Linked DNA regions of Mus musculus: region 2 is linked to region 1. A link is a contact called in public promoter capture Hi-C data. All regions are on one chromosome and are shown on one strand. The core of a region is the stretch at or near the end of the contact, and the rest is flanking DNA. Distances in the headings are between cores, read along the strand shown. Region 1 holds the start of Trappc3l (trafficking protein particle complex 3 like). Region 2 overlaps Dse (dermatan sulfate epimerase).

Region 1 (3,837 bases), core at 244-2,743:
GTCTTGGAATATAAACCCCGTGGCATGTAAGTGTGTCTGTCCATATGTTTAATTTTGAAGGAGATTTATTCAATATAGATTTTCGCAGAACTACTCTTCAAATAAGTCTGTGTTCCAAGTAGGAGTTCACTCAACAACTCTTACAACTTAATCATTCTTTCCTGTCTCATACAAAGGAAAATTAAAGTTCCAGAGAGGCTGACATTCATAAGGTCATATGAGTAATGAGTGACAGTGCTTCTCTGAACTCCATGTTAACCCTTCATAACTATGGCCTTCTGAAAGAAACAAGATTATAGTGCTGTCCTGGACCTTTCATGTGTGTGTGTGTGTGTGTGTGTGTGTGTGTGTGTGTGAGAGAGAGAGCGAGAGAGAGAGAGAGAGAGAGAGAGAGAGAGGTGGGAGGGAGGGAGGGAGGGAGGGAGGGTGGGAGAGGAAGAGGGAGAGAAAAAGAGAACCTGAGACTCCAGGACAGGGGTGGTGGTAATTCTGAAAGTGTTTTTTTCAAGTTGGAAATATTTGCGTAGATTTACTGATGGAGCATTTCAAACCCCTCATGTTGCTGTTTTAAATGTCTTAATGTTTGGAATGCTTCAGACTTCATATCTTTGTAATGCTCCATATGTACTGCAGTCACCCACTACAGATAGTGCACATACTCATAGAAACCACTAGGTGGCAACAGAGGAAACCATACATGAAAGCTGCAGTCTCCCTAGATGCTGAGATTAAAGAAGATTCATCATTCTTGGAGTTTAGAACAGCCAAATGAGTTCCACTAAGGACGATGCAGTTCACCCGTTTAGAACCACCGTGCGCTATTCCATCCAGGGTCACATCTGTAGACATGTTAACTTCCAGTTCACACAACCAGTTTTAAACCTGCCTGTTTCCCAAGCCTGGCACTCTGCTCTTTCTTGATCGCATACTAATACTTGGTATGCTGCATGTTGAACCTAAAATTGTGTCTATGCATTTGTGGCTTTTTGAGCTAGAAAACATATTTGTACTCTGCATTCAGAATGCCGTTAATTAGTTATATGATTTAAAAATGTAAAGGTCTGTTTGTGTTTGCCTTTTAGTACAAACTAGATGCGAAAGAACAGTAAGCCCACGCTGTTGTTTCTTTTTTCTTTTTCTTTTAAAAAAAAGAGTGCAAGAGAAAGTGATATAGATCTCATTGGACTGGAGTTGCATGTGGTTAGAAACTACCAGGTGTGGGTGCTGGCAAAAGAATGCAGATCCTCGGGAAAAGCAACAAGCGCTATTAAACCCTGAGCCCCCACATGGCTGTTTCTAATTGCAGTCATTACCTTAAATTTTTAAACAAAAACACAGCTGGAATGAGTACAGAATCAAGGAGAATGATGAAGCATAAGTAAGGTCTGTGCAATTCAGCTTTGCTAGAGTAAAGGAGTCAGAAACAGCCAGAGCTAAGCTTTGGGTTTATTTTTCTCCTGGGAAGGCGGTGGTCTGAATCCTGGTGGAGTAGTGGAGCAGACAAAGGAGAAGTCAGCGAGTCTATCTCTGCCAAGCCACAGAAATTGATGTGCCAGCCAAAAGAACTTGGCAGCAAAAATACAAGGTAGGTGTTAGCGCATATAATTGATTTTAATTATATGCTTTATAATTACCTAAACCCATTAAGCATAAAGGAGAGGAAGGCCATGTTCTTTTTTTTTTTTTTTTTTTTTTTTTTTTTTTTTTTTTTTTTCCCATTTTTTATTAGGGATTTAGCTCATTTACATTTCCAATGCTATACCAAAAGTCCCCCTTACCCACCCACCCCCACTCCCCTACCCACCCACTCCCCCCCTTTGGCCCTGGCGTTCCCCTGTACCGGGGCACACAAAGTCTGCGTGTCCAATGGGCCTCTCTTTCCAGTGATGGCCGACTAGGCCATCTTTTGATACATATGCAGCTAGAGTCAAGAGCTCAGGGGTACTGGTTAGTTCATAATGTTGTTCCACCTATAGGGTTGCAGATCCCTTTAGCTCCTTGGGTACTTTCTCTAGCTCCTCCATTGGGAGCCCTGTGATCCATCCATTAGCTGACTGTGAGCATCCACTTCTGTGTTTGCTAGGCCCCGGCATAGTCTCACAAGAGACAGCTACATCTGGGTCCTTTCGATAAAATCTTGCTAGTATATGCAATGGTGTCAGCGTTTGGATGCTGATTATGGGGTGGATCCCTGGATATGGCAGTCTCTACATGGTCCATCCTTTCATCTCAGCTCCAAACTTTGTTTCTGTAACTCCTTCCATGGGTGTTTTGTTCCCACTTCTAAGGAGGGGCATAGTGTCCACACTTCAGTCTTCATTTTTCTTGAGTTTCATGTGTTTAGGAAATTGTATCTTATATCGTGGGTATCCTAGGTTTTGGGCTAGTATCCACTTATCAGTGAGTACATATTGTGTGAGTTCCTTTGTGATTGTGTTACCTCACTCAGGATGATGCTCTCCAGGTCCATCCATTTGGCTAGGAATTTCATAAATTCATTCTTTTTAATAGCTGAGTAGTACTCCATTGTGTAGATGTACCACATTTTCTGTATCCATTCCTCTGTTGAGGGGCATCTGGGTTCTTTCCAGTTTCTGGCTATTATAAATAAGGCTGAAAGGCCATGTTCTTAATGAAAAAAATTTACCCAGCTAGCTGCTGAACAAAAGAATACATGAAAAGAGGGTGGGGTATCGATTTATTTCATTTGAAATAGATGATACACAATGCAATAAAATATCAAGTATATATGCTATTATTCATGCATTCATATAGATGCTAGGAATTCCTCAGAACCATGTAAATCAGGAATTCCCCATCTCCTTTACCAAAAAGTCATGGCCACGATTAACTGGCTCAGAAGGTAAGCTTTCTCTGTTTGAGTTTGTTGAGGAGAGGGCTTCAGAAGCCGTCAGAGGCTGTTTCCTATTGTTAAGTCCTAAGCAACTATTAATCTTCCTGGTGATGTAACACTATAACTTCATACATTCTTTGATTGTGCTGTTAATTGAAAACCTTATTGAAAAGTCTCTTTGTGGTGAAGGTCCTGAAAACTAATAAACCAATTCCGAGTTTGGTGAGGATGATTCATTTACTAGTAAGTCAGCACAGACGAAATTATAAAACTCTTGGCTCAGTAGAGACAAAGAACTCTCAGCCTCATGGGAATTTTGAGAATAAAATGGATGAGACATTCCCTGTTCACTGACTTTCCTATTGGAGGGAACTGAGTGGCCTTCTACTATGTACATCTACTTTAGCTACTTTTTCAACATTGCTTTTGTAATATTGTATCAGCCCCAGTACACAGTAGATAAAGTAGAGCTACCTTCCCCAGGCCACCTGAAAAAAAGTCACTCTTAATGTTCTTCCAAAAGCAGAATGCCAGTTGATGTCTTTTAGAGAAAGCTAAAGATACAACTCAGTGAAGAGGCAACATAGGTCTACTATCATTCCAGAAAAACTGTATACCAGTGCTTTTCAACCTGTGTGGCACGACTCCTTAAGAGTTGAATGACACGTTCACAGGGGTCACCTAAGACCATTGGAAAACACAGATAGTTACATTATGATTTGTAACAATAGCAGAATGACAGTTATGAAGCTGCAACACAAGTAATTTTACTGGTTGGGGGATCATCACAACATGAGGAACTGTATTAAAGGGTCCCAGGATTAGGAGGGTTGAAAACCACTGCTCTGTATCCATTGATTAACCTACATAACAGTGAATATAAACATTTTATCAGATTATGAATTAGCTTCAGTAGTTCATTTGGTTCAGTTCCTTGACTTCCGCAAGATAAGGCATCATTAGTTCTGCTTTACAAATCAACA
Region 2 (3,781 bases), core at 438-2,937, 140 kb after region 1:
TCCGTCTACCTGTAAACTGCAGTGGGCCTCAGAATCACTTGTTAGATGTCTTGGGCCTATTACACAAGTTGGGAGTCAGCAATAGGGAGGAGCTAGCATCTGTCTTCTGAACGATGGTCCAAATGCTAAAAGAATCATATTTTGTTACATCCTTTCCCCACCCTTGGAATCGTAACTGTGGCATTCATTTCCCTCCTTAATTGAAAGTATAGCCACGAACAAGTGTCCCTTTCCTGATTCACTCATGCCAGGCCATCATTACATAGAAAAGTTTTCTACATCACAGGCTTATATAAGAGACTGCATGTTTTTCTGCATGTCTGAAGTCAGCATATTGGAAGGACAAGGAAAAAAATGGGGAGACAGCCTGTTAAGTATAATTAATATGTGTTCCTTTAATTGATGAAGCCTTACAACTTGAAAAGTTTGAGGCCATTTTGAAGCTACCTATGACAAAATGGACTATTTGGCTTGCCAAATTATTAACCAAAATACCAAAATAACCAATGAACAGACCTGTACCCTTACCAACAGATTCAATAAACACATCGGAACCATCAGCAAGAAATTCCATAAGTACACGTGTACCATTGTCAACACAGCCAATGAGCGCATTTGTATCCATCACAGACAATAAGCACATCTATATCATCATCAATAGAGCCTATAAGCACATCTGTATCATTATCAAGTGATCTGATAAGCTCACTTGTATCAGCAGCAGCCTCAGCAGCTATTACAAATATTCATTTTGCATTACTAAGACTGCACGGAGAAGAAGGCCAAAACGCAAGTGACGTCAGAACAGGGTTCTTATTTCATCCAATACACAAACCCAGTGTTTAAAAACTGATTATAAAATACCACAGAAAATTAAAGATCTTCGTGAAGTATCATTATAGACAGATTCAGTACCTGCCAATTAACATCTTCCCTTGAGATGGAAAAATAAGGAATGCATAGAATCCAAACATGCTTGCCAAGTTTTTGTTAGAAAACATTTAAAGATACACTTTTAATGTTTATATGCAAAGAGTAGGCAGAACTTTATATCCAGGTTGCCTATGCTGTAAACACAAAGTGAGACACTCTACTACAAAAAGGAGGCTGCTTCTGGCCTGAAGCAATTCAGAAAGCCCACATTGCATTTAAACAGGGAACAAAGGGCGCTGAAGCATACAAGTACAAACATATCCTACAAAGAAAATTCACTTCGCATTTCTTTCCAAGTGAGTATGATTATAGCAATCCTCAAATATCTTTTTTTTTCATCAAATATCCTAAACATATGTAGAAAGCAGCCTTACTGAAACATCTTTATCTCCCCTCCTGTCGACCCCCCACCCCCAGCATTTGAAAAAGATGGAAGACAGTTTAGAGTTCAAGGTAGCTTCGTAGCAGCTTATGAGTGCCTTGCTCACAGATCCATGTGTAATGATGCTGAGTGGCAGCAACCTGCTCTTTAAGTGGCAGTCAAGAAGGAGCTTTCCAATCGATGGTCAGGGTCCTACTGCTTGAGATTCTGTTCATATTAAAGAGATTGTCCAGAGTTAAGGCTCAGAGCCATCTATTTTCAAGGATCTAAATCTACACAAAACGAGGAACCTGTCACAGAATGTAAGGTTCAAGAAAGAAAGAGTGCCTGAAAGGGGGAGGGTATAAAAGAAGGAACCACAAATGAGAAAGAGCTAGAGCTGGAGGCTGGGTTTCTGACAGCCCAGCATTTGTTTCCGGGACCAGCACACTTTAATTGATTCCAGGTGTCTGCTGAACAGACCCCTCTGCCTTTCTCACTGGAAGGTCACCAGAGGAAAACCTCATCTTTTCACTCACAGTGCCGTGTGGCTCCGAGTGTTGGGGTCCAGCAACTTCCTCCTGCTTTTGATTATCAACATTAGCTTACAGTTTAGAAAAGCAAAAGGCTGGAAAAGCAGCTACAAGAAACAGCCTTTGGAGGCCGGAAGGCAAGGCTGAGACAGGCCTCGCAGTTCATCGAGCAACAAAACCACCGAATGGTCCATTTCAGTGTGATGGAGATTTTTCTTTTTTATAAACCCCTTTCTCTTGCTGTTTTATATTATTTTACAAACACACCCTAGGATTTCAGAAGCTTGCAATCCATATGTAAGAATTTAATAATCTGTTGCAGAGGAAAAAAAATTAGATCTCTGTCCAAAAGTTCAACTTATATTTTTCCCTCACTAGTTCTCTGGATTCCCTGTAGTCAACTAGCTCCGACACAAGAGAGAAGTCATTTGTTTCCTCTGTGACTTATTTTCTGTCTCATGATACAGCAGAAACATAAGGAAAGGGAGAAAGAGTGACCCACTACAGATACTTCTCAGAAACACAACTCCAGAGCAGCAGAGTAGCTAAAAGGAATACTCTGCACCCAAGACTTGACAATCTTGTTATCTTTGCCTCTTTCTGTATAACAAAAAGAATGAAGTTTTAGTACAACTGTGTGCCAACTCTATAATCCTAAGAGCTTTTTGAGCATCACCTTATTCCATCCTTGGGACCTCATGGAGGAAAGATTCGTCTACATTTTACAGATATAAAAAACCATGTTGATAGCAGCTATGAAATCTGCCAGAGGACACGGGGCTAATTACAACAGAATCAGGACACAAGGACACAAACAAGACACTCATCTACCCCAAAGACCCCTTTGTTGGGTATGTTTCCGATGGGTTCACAAATTAAGAGGAAAGCCCCCCAAATCCACTACTGGGCAATGCACACTTGGTACCTCCCAGCTATCAACTCCAGCTTGAGCAAATCCCTTCCATCACAATCTTAAATCTCTTCACAATGTTTTCATCTCCATGTCTGATTAAATGAGGCATGGTAAGCTTATACTTTTCTGCCCTGTAAGCAGTGGTCTCCAATAACTGAGTGAGCCTTTTGTTTTATTTTCATTAAGTTCTAGATCATCAAATAAATACATACACTGAGTAGATCAAGCTTACAGCAATCCATCTAATATGATGGACAAGCATGCTGCCATTTCATCATTTTCCTAACATAAGAAAAAGTCTACTAAAGAATTCACCCCACCTAGGGGAAAACATGGCTGGCCAAATCATGAATCTATCTCCTCCACCTTTATTCCTTCATCTCTGCAGGTTTAGTGAAATGTGCTAAGGAAAGGCTCCGTTAAGGGAATCTATGCATGAGCCAAACAACCTACTCCCTGTTCTCCTTCCAGTGTCGTGTGAAAGCATCAACATCCTTCATCACCCACACTGAAGGATGTTTATGAGAGTACTGAGTCTCTGTGAAAATCTAGAAGGTTCTTTGTGATCTTTGGGCCAAGAATAATTGTTCTTTTATAGAGTAACTGACCTGATTTTTTATTCTCATGGACACTGTAAACTTCAAAACTGAGGAAGCCTATCATTTTGTTGCTAAATAAATAAAACAAAGCAATCTCAGGGTCCACATGTGATCCACTCGTGGTCATGTTGTGTGATACATTTTAGTGAATCTCACTATTCTTCTCCCAAGCCATTTCCCAACTCTTTCTCAGTTACTTTCTCTTCTCTTCTCTTCTCTTCTCTTCTCTTCTCTTCTCTTCTCTTCTCTTCTCTTCTCTTCTCTTCTCCTTTCTTTCTTTCTTAGATAGATTTATTTATTTGTTTGTTTGTTTATTTATTTAATGTATGTGAGTACTTTGTTGCTGTCTTCAGACACACCAGAAGAGGGCAACAGATCCCATTACAGATGGTTGGGAGCCACCATGTGGTTGCTGGGAATTGAACTCAGGACCTTTGGAAGA

Evidence for each region. Promoter capture Hi-C pulls out the DNA fragments that hold promoters and counts their contacts.
Region 2: a promoter capture Hi-C map of pre-B cells shows a contact between it and region 1. The contact joins the enhancer-like site here to the promoter of Trappc3l in region 1. A contact is called at or near these places in 14 of 39 promoter capture datasets (3T3-L1-derived adipocytes, the C10 cell line, the HPC-7 cell line and 9 more), 7 of 484 Hi-C or Micro-C datasets (3T3-L1-derived adipocytes, the HPC-7 cell line, double positive thymocytes and 4 more), 4 of 115 datasets of contacts at active chromatin or transcription factors (CD8 T cells, bone marrow-derived macrophages, double positive thymocytes and 1 more) and 5 of 9 other capture datasets (adipose tissue, embryonic stem cells, liver and 2 more).

Annotation. Positions count from the first base shown.
Region 1 is chr10:34,036,104-34,039,940 of GRCm38.p6, forward strand. It overlaps Trappc3l (trafficking protein particle complex 3 like), which reads left to right and starts at 1,494. Exons shown (of 7, transcript NM_001162937.1): 1 at 1,494-1,585. It overlaps Calhm4 (calcium homeostasis modulator family member 4), which reads right to left. Exons shown (of 2, transcript NM_001081165.1): 2 at 2,681-3,837.
Region 2 is chr10:34,174,629-34,178,409 of GRCm38.p6, forward strand. The region is part of intron 2 of Dse (dermatan sulfate epimerase); the gene reads right to left. Among named protein-coding and RNA genes, the nearest start is that of Dse, 31 kb to the right of the region's middle. Within about 2 kb of position 1,688, at least 56 of the 459 cell types and tissues checked have an H3K27ac peak or open chromatin away from gene starts, as enhancers often do. A contact at or near this core is called in CD8 T cells, the HPC-7 cell line, pre-B cells and 1 more, where this site is marked.